Regions from separate parts of the Gasterosteus aculeatus genome. Here region 2 is linked to region 1. The links are chromatin contacts, called in public Hi-C maps. All regions are on one chromosome and are shown on one strand. Each heading gives the region's core, a stretch centred on a gene start, on an enhancer-like site or on the middle of the called end of the contact. The rest is flanking DNA. Distances are from core to core; before and after follow the strand shown. Region 1 holds the start of atxn1a (ataxin 1a). Region 2 overlaps atxn1a (ataxin 1a).

Region 1 (5,454 bases), core at 1,825-4,324:
CATGCGCTTTTTAAAAGGAGGAATCAACTCATTGATTCTCCATGCACCGTGTTTATCATGATTCCCTTTCAGCATCTGTAACTTGTAAACACTTCCACCTTTTGAGCAAAAGGGGGAGCAGTTAGCAGCTGTAAAACACACCTTCCTCTGTGCACAGTGTGAGGGCTTAAGCAGACAACCTTGAAATCTTAAGTGACAGCTATTTTCAAAGCATACGGGATGTCCGTTCCTCTTCTGCTGTGAAAGTCATTATTGCATTTTGCTCAGAGTTTAATGAGCCCACAGGTTGATGCAATGGCCTCCGCTTTCTCCTGCTTAGATCTTCACACCGGTAACTGGTAACCCTCACATAGAGATAAAGAGACTGAAACGCTGTGGTGCACAATAGCTGAATGCACCGTGACAAGTGGCGGCTGCTTTTGTGTGCCGCTTTCTTACTCTGCACAGACGTCCATGGGCATTCAAATCTTGAAAAATCCATTAAAAGCTGCCTCAAACACGAGGGATTTTTAATTATTTACGTATCTCAGTGTGTGTTTTAAGAGTTACTTATTCATATCCCAAGTGAGGTGTCAAATTCCTTGTTTGCACATTTAGACAGAGACGTCCCTTAAAGAACATGACTCTTTTTTGAACATCTGTTTTGGTTTTTTGACCTGCAGAGGTTATGAATTGACACAACAATTGGGCGTCAGTTGTTTGTTGTCTGGGAGAAGCCTGTTTTATAATAGGATGAACAGAGATGATACATCTGGCAAAGTCATGTTTCTAATATTCCATTTGCCAACCTTTACCCAAAAAGAGAGCTTTTCAATTGCTCGCCGTTAAATAAGATGCATTTGAACTTAATCACACAAAAACGGCATGCAGGTAGAAACAGCAAGTCTCCATTTCACGTTCCACACCTGGTTCACTGTGTCGTCCCTCAGACAAAGAACACAGAAACATCTCTAGGGAGTAACCCAACCCTGCAACAATCTGCTCCTCCTTTTGGGAGCAGCTCTTTTTAATTCCTCAAGCACCTCACACCCCACTACACTACACACACACACACACACACACACACACACACACACACACACACACACACACACACACACACACACACACACACAAAACTGTGTATTTAAATAGCAGCCTCAATGGTGCAGTTTATTTGAATGAAGGATTTGGCAGACAGGAAGTTGCACAATTGACTTTGGCTAAACTGTGCATGTCTTCATCAACCCACTGAGGAGGTGTATTCCTGTGAGTACATGCAGAGACTAAAGTGAGAGAGTGAGTGAAGACAGGAACGAGTACATGCTTGTGTTCTTGCAGCTGAGGATATGCATGCACTTCTCTGAGCAAGCAGAACACCCAGCAACCCCACGATTAAATCACAAATCAGGTTGACCCGGGGATTTACTTTAAGAAAACATGTTGTCAGCTCCCCGTTTCCTCTTGAATTCTGAAAAGACCCCCATTACGCTGTGTGGGCAACTCATTCTGTCTACAACGTGAAAGTTGCATCGCAGGGGACACTGTGGGGAGTTAAAGTATCAGACAGCATGGATACAGCCTGCATAATAAAGTGTTGTGAACTGAATCTCCTTTGTTACCTTTTCACAACCAGACCGTGCCTCTTCGTTTCTATGCATGCAGGCCACGAATGTAACGCTAGCCTCCTGGCACACGGTGCGGCCTGCCTCTCCGTCTCTTTGTTTGCCACACATGTGACAGGGGGCACAATGGAGCGCCGGACAATAGGCCACTTATTGAGTGACTGGCAGGGAGTGGGATACATCCCGGATCGTCTGTCACCCTTCGGCGCCACGGGTCAGTGTCAGGTTGCACTCTCCTGTCACCGGGATGCGAAAGAGCTTGTTGCCACGTCGGAAAATCTGGAAGAGGTCGCGGAGGTCAAGTTGAAAAAGAAAAAAGATTTCAATGCTTTTCAGCAGCAGTATCTTTTTATAATATATATATTTACACAATGCAATTGTCATTTTGTGGTTGATAATAGAGTAAAAGCACCTGCCTGTTAAATTCAATATGTAACTGAGCCATAGAGAAACCAATTAATATAGCAGCTCACAAGCAAGCATCTTTCATCACATGTTTCTTAGTATTTACTTACAATGCTGTGTGTATGTTTTCATGCTGTGTGTGTGTGTGTGTTTATGTGCTATTAGCAGTTCAGATGTTCCACCGTGTCACTGTCAGCTGACTTTCAGTCATTGCCGTCAGCTGAGCCGATTCACCCGGAGATCTCCGCCTCGCGTTGTTATACGTTATTCAAGTCAAATGACACTACGGCTACACATTTATTTTCATGAGGGAACAAAATGGCTTTGTGCTTTTATTTTTGTTTCATAGTCATTTTTGTGCACAGGACGACTACATTTGATCCTGTTCATGATGAAAAACATAGTAAAATTGATTAGTTAGGTAAAAGTAATAACACTACAACTGAATTATGCAGCAGAATCCCCCTGTCAGTGGTATATTAGTCTGAATGATAACATCTTATCTTTAGCATTTGAGGTTGTAGCTGAAAGGGGCAGAGCTTATTGTTATAGTGAATATATTGTTGGGTAGTTTAATGTGCAACAATGCCTCCCATTCTAAAAACTGATTTGAAACGTGAATTCTAACGAATAAATAACAGCAGTCATATGTATACAATGGATTGACATTTAAATGTTAATTAAAAAGTAGTAGAAATGTTGACACTATCCTCCTCACGCGTTGTGAGTGATCTGTGGAAAAAGCTTCATGATGGACATTTATTCATATTTTAATATTTTTTTTTTAAAACACTCACACGCACCTCGTGGATTTCCTACAACGCTTGAAGCAGTCTGTGCTATAAAATAAATACATATCCATACACTGTTGAACTGAAAGCGGCCCGTGCCCTGTGACGCACTAGTGGCCGCTGATAGTAAACCTGTAATTCACTGTCTGCTCGGAGCCTTGTCATGTTTTCGCATGAGTAGCTTACACACTGCTGCTTCTTTTTTTTTTTTTTTTTTAACTCTCTCTCTCTCTCTCGCTCCCGCCCTCCCTCTCCCTCCATCTCTCTGAAGGTGGGGGCAGAGAGGCTGTTAGCCGTGCGCGCTGCGAACGCACCACCAGGAGGGGAGACGCTTCCCACCGTCAGCGCCGGAGCAGAGCAGGGGAGCCCCGGCGACCAGGAGGGACACCGAGTCGGCAGCCCGTTTCTCCCAACAGTAAGTCGGCCCGAACCGTCCGGCCAGCGCTCGTTCAAGCCACTTGTCACCACGCACTTTTTACCTCTTTTTTTTTGGAAGCTGTGAAGAGAAAAATGGCTGGAAGAAACTGGGCCGGGTGGCGCTGACGCTCTGTGTGTTTTTTTTAATTTTCTTTACTCCAAAGCCGTGGGGTGACGTGTGAAGTGACCCAAACGGTACGTGGTCGCGCGGGCTTCGGGTGTATCTACTTGTCATTTCGGAGCGTGAATGCAAAGTTGTGTTTAAGTGGTGCGAAAGGCAGCGGGGAGGGAGGGAGGGGGGGGGGGGGGGAGTTTGGTTGGATTCTGCCCGGGCGAAGAGCGCGTCCGCCGGGCGAGCCGGCGTCGCGCGAGCCGCTGTGCACTCAGCAACTGCGCCACTCGACGTTTGCGCTTTACACGCTTGTTTCCTACGTTGACACGCGCCGCGAAAAAGCACGTCGCTTTTTATCAACAAATGTCTCCTTTCCAACTCTTTCCCGACTGCCAAAGGCGTTTTAAAAACAGTTTCACCATCGCGGAAGTGTTTTTCTCTGCGCGAAAAAGAGGCGAAGAAACAAACTAGGACCGCGCTCCGCGTTCGTCCTCCTTTTGCGAAAACGTGGCCACGTTCGCGTCGCGCGCGTCCGGGCCGCTCATCGCACACGGCCGCGGACGTAACGTGGAGGCTACTACGGAGCGTCTCGCGCCGGCAGCGGGTTGTAGAGGACATCGGGTTTGTGGTTGCTGCGCTGCGCGTGATGTCATTCATCCGGGCTCGGGCCATTATATAACGGGACCGTAGGGAAGCCGTGCGATAGCGGGCTATTTTTACTCTGTTTACACCTCGCAGTCGCGCTCCGGGTGGACCGGGAGCCGGTGCTTCCTCCTGTGCGTTTAAACGAGACCGGGCAGAAGGCCGAATGAAAAGCTGCATCGCGCTCTGATGTTTCTCCCGTTTGAAGCGTTTATTATCATAAAATGCAAAGTTGCATGACCAATTGCACATTGGATTTCTGATTGCAAAAATCTTCCCTATGCAAGTTCTTTAGTATTGATTTTCCTTATTGCTTCTTACACAGATATCTCGTCATAATCTATTTGAATATATATAAATGATAAACTAAATGTAAACACAAGAATTTGACATGTCGATTTAACAAACAGTCCAAAGAGTGTAAATTATTGCAAAATGTAAAAGTTTCACGGATGGTTTTATTACAATTTAATAAATGTACTGTCAGGTGCTTTCCCTTTAATAATCACAACTAAAAGCTAAGTTATGAATTTCATCAATCTTTTCACAGACCCCCGTTATGGTCCCAAACCCCCACTTTATGAATCACCGCACAAACACTTCCTCAGGTACCATGAACATCCGTATACTTACACTTGTGCAGTGTAGCTACCTGCTTGTATGCACTGCACACCCCAAACATCTGTAGTATTGCCAAAATATTGCAATAAACAGACCTGGTGCCTGTGTGCAGCTTCGTCAGTGAGTGATTATAAAGTCAATGGTTGAATCAAGTGTGGATGAATCGTTGCAGTGAATAAATGCTACAACTTGTCGAGAGCGTTATTCTTGGTCGTGCTCGCCACTTGCTGTTAAAAGCCCAATAGACTGGCAAAAACTCCGGCTCAGGTGCATTTAAGGTGGGATAGCGTTTTTTATAGTGGACCAACTTGAGTTTTGACGGAGCTCGGACACGTGTGGCAACTCGGGGGAAGATGTAGCGTGCCGTTCTGGTCGTGTTTGGCTTAATATCAATCCTCAAACAGTATTAAGAGAGTGTGGGCCATAGTTGGCTGCTTTGTGAATTTGAATACAACAGTTTTGGTGCCGTGACAGTGTTTGCCTTGCAGATGTGGGCGGAGACCGAGTGGAAATGGGGCATTTTAGCACATAGGAATGAAATTCAGGGATGGGATGGAACAAAGTTGAACTTTAGCACTGGGTCAATTAGGATTGGAATCGACAACAAACAGCTTGACGTCTTATGGGCGGTGAGTACATGTGAGAGGAGAGATGAACACCGCAGAGGGTGATGACACACAGGCATCTATGGTACGAGGTAGTCAAACAGAGGGTCGAATGGGTCTCCGAGCAAAGAGCAAGCGCAAAAACGATCAGGCTTGCTTTAAGAAGCAAAAAACTGCCAGGGCCCTGAGTGCGGTCATGCTGCTGTGAATCAGATGTGCCGTTCCGCCCACCCGCCTACCACACCCACGCATGCACT
Region 2 (5,212 bases), core at 2,164-4,663, 47 kb after region 1:
CATCCCACACCTGTCAGCACGTCCTCCACCCGTCCTCCACCCGTCTTCTCGGAGAGACGATCGCACGCGCTTTATCTCACCGCGTTCCACCCACGTGAAAACATCTTGGGAGCACAAATGTGAGGTGTGATAAACGCTGAGGAGGACTTGCTTTGAAATGGTATTAGGACTGAATGATGAATAGTGATTAATCGTCATATTAAGCAAAAATAAATACAACGCAAAAGGGAATATCTGACTTTTGCTTTGCAAAAATGTATTAATATTATGATGAAAATGACACTATAATCACATGATTCATCAACCCATAACGGTTTTTTTTATAATTAATTATCCGATATGGACAACAAAATAAATTGGATTTAAAAGACATAAAATGGGCAATGAAAAGCCAGATGAAGGAGATAAAGGAGACTCTTCGTCATATCGCACATCACAGGCTTTGCCCTCTAAGGTCTCGTGGACAAACGTCTCCTTGTCCTCGATCGCCGATTGAGCCGTCGTATCTAATCAAAGTGGTCAATGAAATGTCTTCATATTTTAATTTTTGTAAAGTGAGTAACATTCGCTCTCAATTCATGTGAGCGTCTTCTGGTTGAGGATCTGACAAAGGAGTGATGGCTGCGTGGGTGGAAGGAATGAATGGATGGTGGAATGATGAATGAATTAAATCTGTCCTCCTTTCTTCCGCTTCTCTTTTCTAGCTTTTATCTTTTTCCTTTTTTCACTACAACTGCCCCCCCCCCCCCCCTCCCTCCCTCCACCCCCTTCCTACATATTTCTCTCCTCCTCCCTTTAATGCAGGAACACACATTCCCTGAGGAGGATTACATACTGTATTGTCTTTGAAATAACGCCTGGGTGTGTATGTCTGCACGTTTGTGTGTCTGAATGTCGGTGCGGCCTTACGTCTGTGTGTGTTTGTAAATACGTCCACTGTACGTGTGTGAAAATGAGAAAGAGTGAGAGTGCATGGGTTCGTGTTTGTGTGCGTTGTGTGAATGCATGTGTGTGTGTGTGTGTAGTAGGATTATAGAGCAATAGAGGAGCTTAGCAGTGATTTGCCCATCCATTCCAGTCCCTCCCTAATCCTACACACACACACACACACACACACACACACACACACACACACACACACACACACTGTCGGGATCTAATAGTGTGTGTGGATTAGTAGGTTTGTGAATGGGATGTGGCTCTGGGTTGACGTCGCGCACTACACTGCCAGCAAACTGGCACGGGGCTCGTTGGGGGAGACGGAGGGAGGCGAAGGGAGGCTGCGTTTGTGTGCGGCGCTCGCAGGGCGCCCATTGACGCGATTACGCAACGATTACAACGAGGTTATGAGCGATAGATCGTCGAGGGAACGCGGCCTTCGATCGCTTCGCACGCTCAGACGGATGGATGGAAAGACGAGGGCCAACGCGAGAGCCCCGACGAGGAGGGGGAGGACGGGGGGGAGAGAGAGTGTGTGTAAAGTTTTGCGGGGGCGAGCGTGTGTGTGTTCTGTGTGAGAGTCTGGGATATGTATATAGGTGTGAGTGTGTAGAAGCTTTTCATCCGTTTCCTTAGTGACCGGCTCCGACTGAGACCGCCACACGAGGAGGGAAAAGAGAGCAGTCATTTTACCACAACGTTTTACCTCCAAATCGTGGGGTTAATTGTGCCAGAGGAAGAACACAAAATCCCAATTTGTTTTTGTTTGTTTCCGTCCGTTGGGGCTCAGCATAATGCAGCCCGTGTTTACTACAGCTGCATCGTTTGAATATGTTTATATGAAAAACAGAGGAGAGTTGCGACAAGTTTCCCACGATGTATTCAAGATGCAGCTGTGCAGAGGAGACCTCAGTGATACAATATCATGCTTATAACACGCTGAAGTCGTGAAGTACACACATACATAATTAGGAGGCAATGTGCTTTATAGACATTTCTAAGCTCAGGGGCAATGCAACATTTTGCTCAGTGGCTATGGACATTAGCCAGTTCTGATGAAGTGGTATTCTCTCTCTCTCTCTCTCTCTCGCCAATTGTAAACAAAGTGTGCTCTGGTCTTGTGTGGAAGCCTTTGAGTGGTCAGAAGAGAAAAGCGCTGTGTCTCTGTCTTGATATTACATCTTTCTTAAGGCTGTACATCAGATCATTTCCTTTTATAACTTTCTGTAATAATTTGATAATATATATAGATTTAATAAGATGTATCTCTTATACACATAAATGAATATGTGTTCATAATATGAGGGAATGCCAAACTGTCCCTAATACCATATATGTTTTTTTAAAGAAATGTTATTAGATCTAAACTGGTCTGGTTTCAGAACAGGAAGGATATTTTGTGATTGTAGACATTGTAGCAAGGATTGAACTGCATCCACAGAAAGTCCAGCTGCCCCAACACAAAGTGCAAACACATAAGGGTACATGACATCATCTCACAGTGCTTTCACCCAAAATGCTTTCCGACATAAAATGTTATAACTTGCGCAAAGGGCTATTTCCCAATCTCCTTATCCAGCTGAGCTTTTCTCGGTACAATTTGTTAGTTTTTGCTTGGTGAAATCAAGCAGACAGGAAGACCAACCAACACAAACAGGATGTGTTTTTAGTGCATGTTTAGACCCGTAGAGTCCAGTGGGAATCCGTTGTGTTCTGCGTGTGTGTGTCTGCGTCTTATGAGTGATTACTCTCGTGTTCCCCGTGCGTGCCACATCGCTTTGCATTGAGTAGCGCATTTCATCTATATTTATTTCCAAATGTTCTTTTAAGTAGGTCAGCTAACTGCCGGTAATAGACTGCTGCATGCTGTCAGCGAGGGGACCCGTTGTGACACCCAGTGGTCGAAAGTGGGAAGTGCAGCCTTATTGAATCTGAGCACAACAGGGGGAAATAGATTTACCTTTTACCTTTACCTTTAAGTGCACATGTGTGTTGATAATACACACAATCCTGCCATTTGTCAATGGTCTGAACTGTTTTTTGGAATTGCATTAATTGGTAATTGGTTAATATTTCGCAACAGAAAAGGCCAACGAGTACAGTGGCACTCTGGTTACAGCTTGTCAAACGTGAGGACTTGTCGCCTATTAGCTTTTTCATTTATTATTTTATGTGAATCTGGGTTTTACACTCGGTCTGACGAAAAGAAACTACCCCACCACTTCTGTGAGATCGTGTGTCCTAATGCATCAAGTGTAGAAAAGCACTCAAAAGATTAACAATAGTCCCTGCCCCAGACACACGTATACATTTGTTTGTTTTCCATGTGTGTCTTTTGTGTACTCTCTCTTTATAATCTCTACCGTTCACTCGCTCCCTCCCTCCCTCTTCCTCTCCCCCACACTCCCTCTCTCTTCCCTTCTCACTGTAACCTCCTCCCTCCCTCCCTCTCTAGTCTCTGCTTGTAAGCGGTCTCTGGGCGGGAAGCCAGCTGGCGTGTGTGTGTTTTTTGAATGAATACCTGATGAAGTTGGCCGAGCAAACCGTGGGAGGGGCTGTGTGTGTGTGTGTGTGTGTGTGTGTGTGTGTGTGTGTGTGTGTGTGTGTGTGTGTGTGGTGGGGGGGGGGCAGGCAGTGTGAGAGCTCTGGCTCACATTCAGCCCGTTGCATAATAGCGGTTGGAGCTCTGCATGCGGGACTCCCTCCCCGTGGGCGTGTGCGAGTGTGTGCTACCGATTTTGTTTGTGTGTGTGATCACCTGAGCGCTGCGTATCACTCGGAGTTCGGGAGCTTCCCCCCTCGCTCTTAAGATTGACGAGAGAGGGCTGTTATGTAGTGGGGGGAGAGGGGGGAGGCAGGGGGGCCGTGGTTTGAGAAAAGGCCGCGAGCAGTTTGTGGCACAGGTACACTGAATCTGCTCAGGATTTTTCGCTGGAGGGGGGAGAGAGGGAGACGGAGAGGGAGACTCGGGGCGCTTTACAAGGGACCCGGGCAGAGCAGGAGAAGGGGGGGAGTTTAGGGAGAGCAGGAATGAGATGGAGGGGGCGGGCATGCTGCAGAAGTGGGCTCCACCGGCTGCCCTGGTAAGTACACTTTGCACAGTGTGAGTGTGTGTGTGTGTGTGTGTGTGTGTGTGTGAGAGAGAGAGAGAGTCGGCATACACCCGTTAGTCCCCAAAGCTCGTCTCGTTGTATCACAGTTTGTCGTTTATAAGTGCGTACTGCGTCTGTCCTAGTTTCTCCTACAACCGTCGATGCTCATTTCTCGAGCGCTGGTGTTTCCTCCCCCCCTCCTCCCCCGCCTCCTCTCCCCCCTCCTCTCCTTCCATCGGGCTCTGTGTTTCTCCTCCCTTCCAGAGGGTTATTGAGAGGTGAGAAAGTGCAAGTCATGCGACGCTGCCTTAAGTGTTTGGTTTTTTTTTTACAAAAGAGACTCCCAGTCATTTGCCTCCCAAACACTCCCCTCTATGTCTCTCTTTCTTTACCACTATCTCCCTCTACCTCGCTTCTGCTCCACTCCTCACTCTCTCCCTCTCCTCTAACGCTCCGTCTGTCGATTGCAGATCCTCCATTACTCTCCAACTATCTGACCATATGTGTGTGTGTGTGTTTGTTGTTGTTGTTTGTGTTTAATCCCCAGCGGACAGTGAGAGGGGGGGAAGTTGCCGTCTTGTCAGAGCTCCCAGTCTGCACTGTTCACCAACGGTACCGACGAGCAAACGCAAACACACACCCGCACTGATGAAAAAAACCCACGGCAAAAAACTACAGAGAGACTTGGAGGAAGTAGAGAGTGAGAGAGTGAGAGAGGAGCATAAGCCTGCAGCACCTCCAGCGTACTTTCCAGCTGGACTATATTTAGCAGTGAGACGACACTTCACGCTGGACTTATCCCTCTGATCACAATTATGATGATGACTGCGCAATCGCACGCACACAAACCCACACGCACACACACTCACATTTATCTAAAAGCTTTTGGAGACCACAGAGTGGCAAGTTAGTTGATAATTATTAATCATATTGTGAGATGAACATTGTCTTTGTGTCGATGGCGGGGCATCTTCAGTAAAAAACAAATCGCTCCCAGGTCGTCTGGACGCTTTGGGCCCCCGGCTCCACTTAATTCCACCAACAGAACGTAATAACGAGGGTTTAACACTGAATTCTTTGAAATAGAATGTGATAATGTCGTGTTCAGTGACGTTTATTACATAGCGATGCAATGATAATGTTGCATTCCATCTTAAGAGCGTTCTGTATAGACGAGGGAC

What was found. A called contact is a pair of places that touch in the nucleus more often than the background predicts.
Region 2: a contact with region 1 is called in a Hi-C map of liver, with 7 times the contacts expected there. The contact joins the enhancer-like site here to the promoter of atxn1a in region 1. A contact is called at or near these places in 6 of 6 Hi-C or Micro-C datasets (blood and trunk muscle, liver, skeletal muscle and 2 more).

What each region holds. Positions count from the first base shown.
Region 1 is chr10:7,154,175-7,159,628 of fGasAcu3.hap1.1, forward strand. atxn1a (ataxin 1a) reads left to right here and starts at 3,075. Exons shown (of 5, transcript XM_078081397.1): 1 at 3,075-3,215.
Region 2 is chr10:7,200,783-7,205,994 of fGasAcu3.hap1.1, forward strand. All of the region lies in intron 3 of atxn1a (ataxin 1a), which reads left to right. Among protein-coding and RNA genes, the nearest start is that of gmpr, 22 kb to the right of the region's middle. Within about 2 kb of position 3,414, at least 7 of the 9 cell types and tissues checked have open chromatin away from gene starts, as enhancers often do. A contact at or near this core is called in liver, where this site is marked.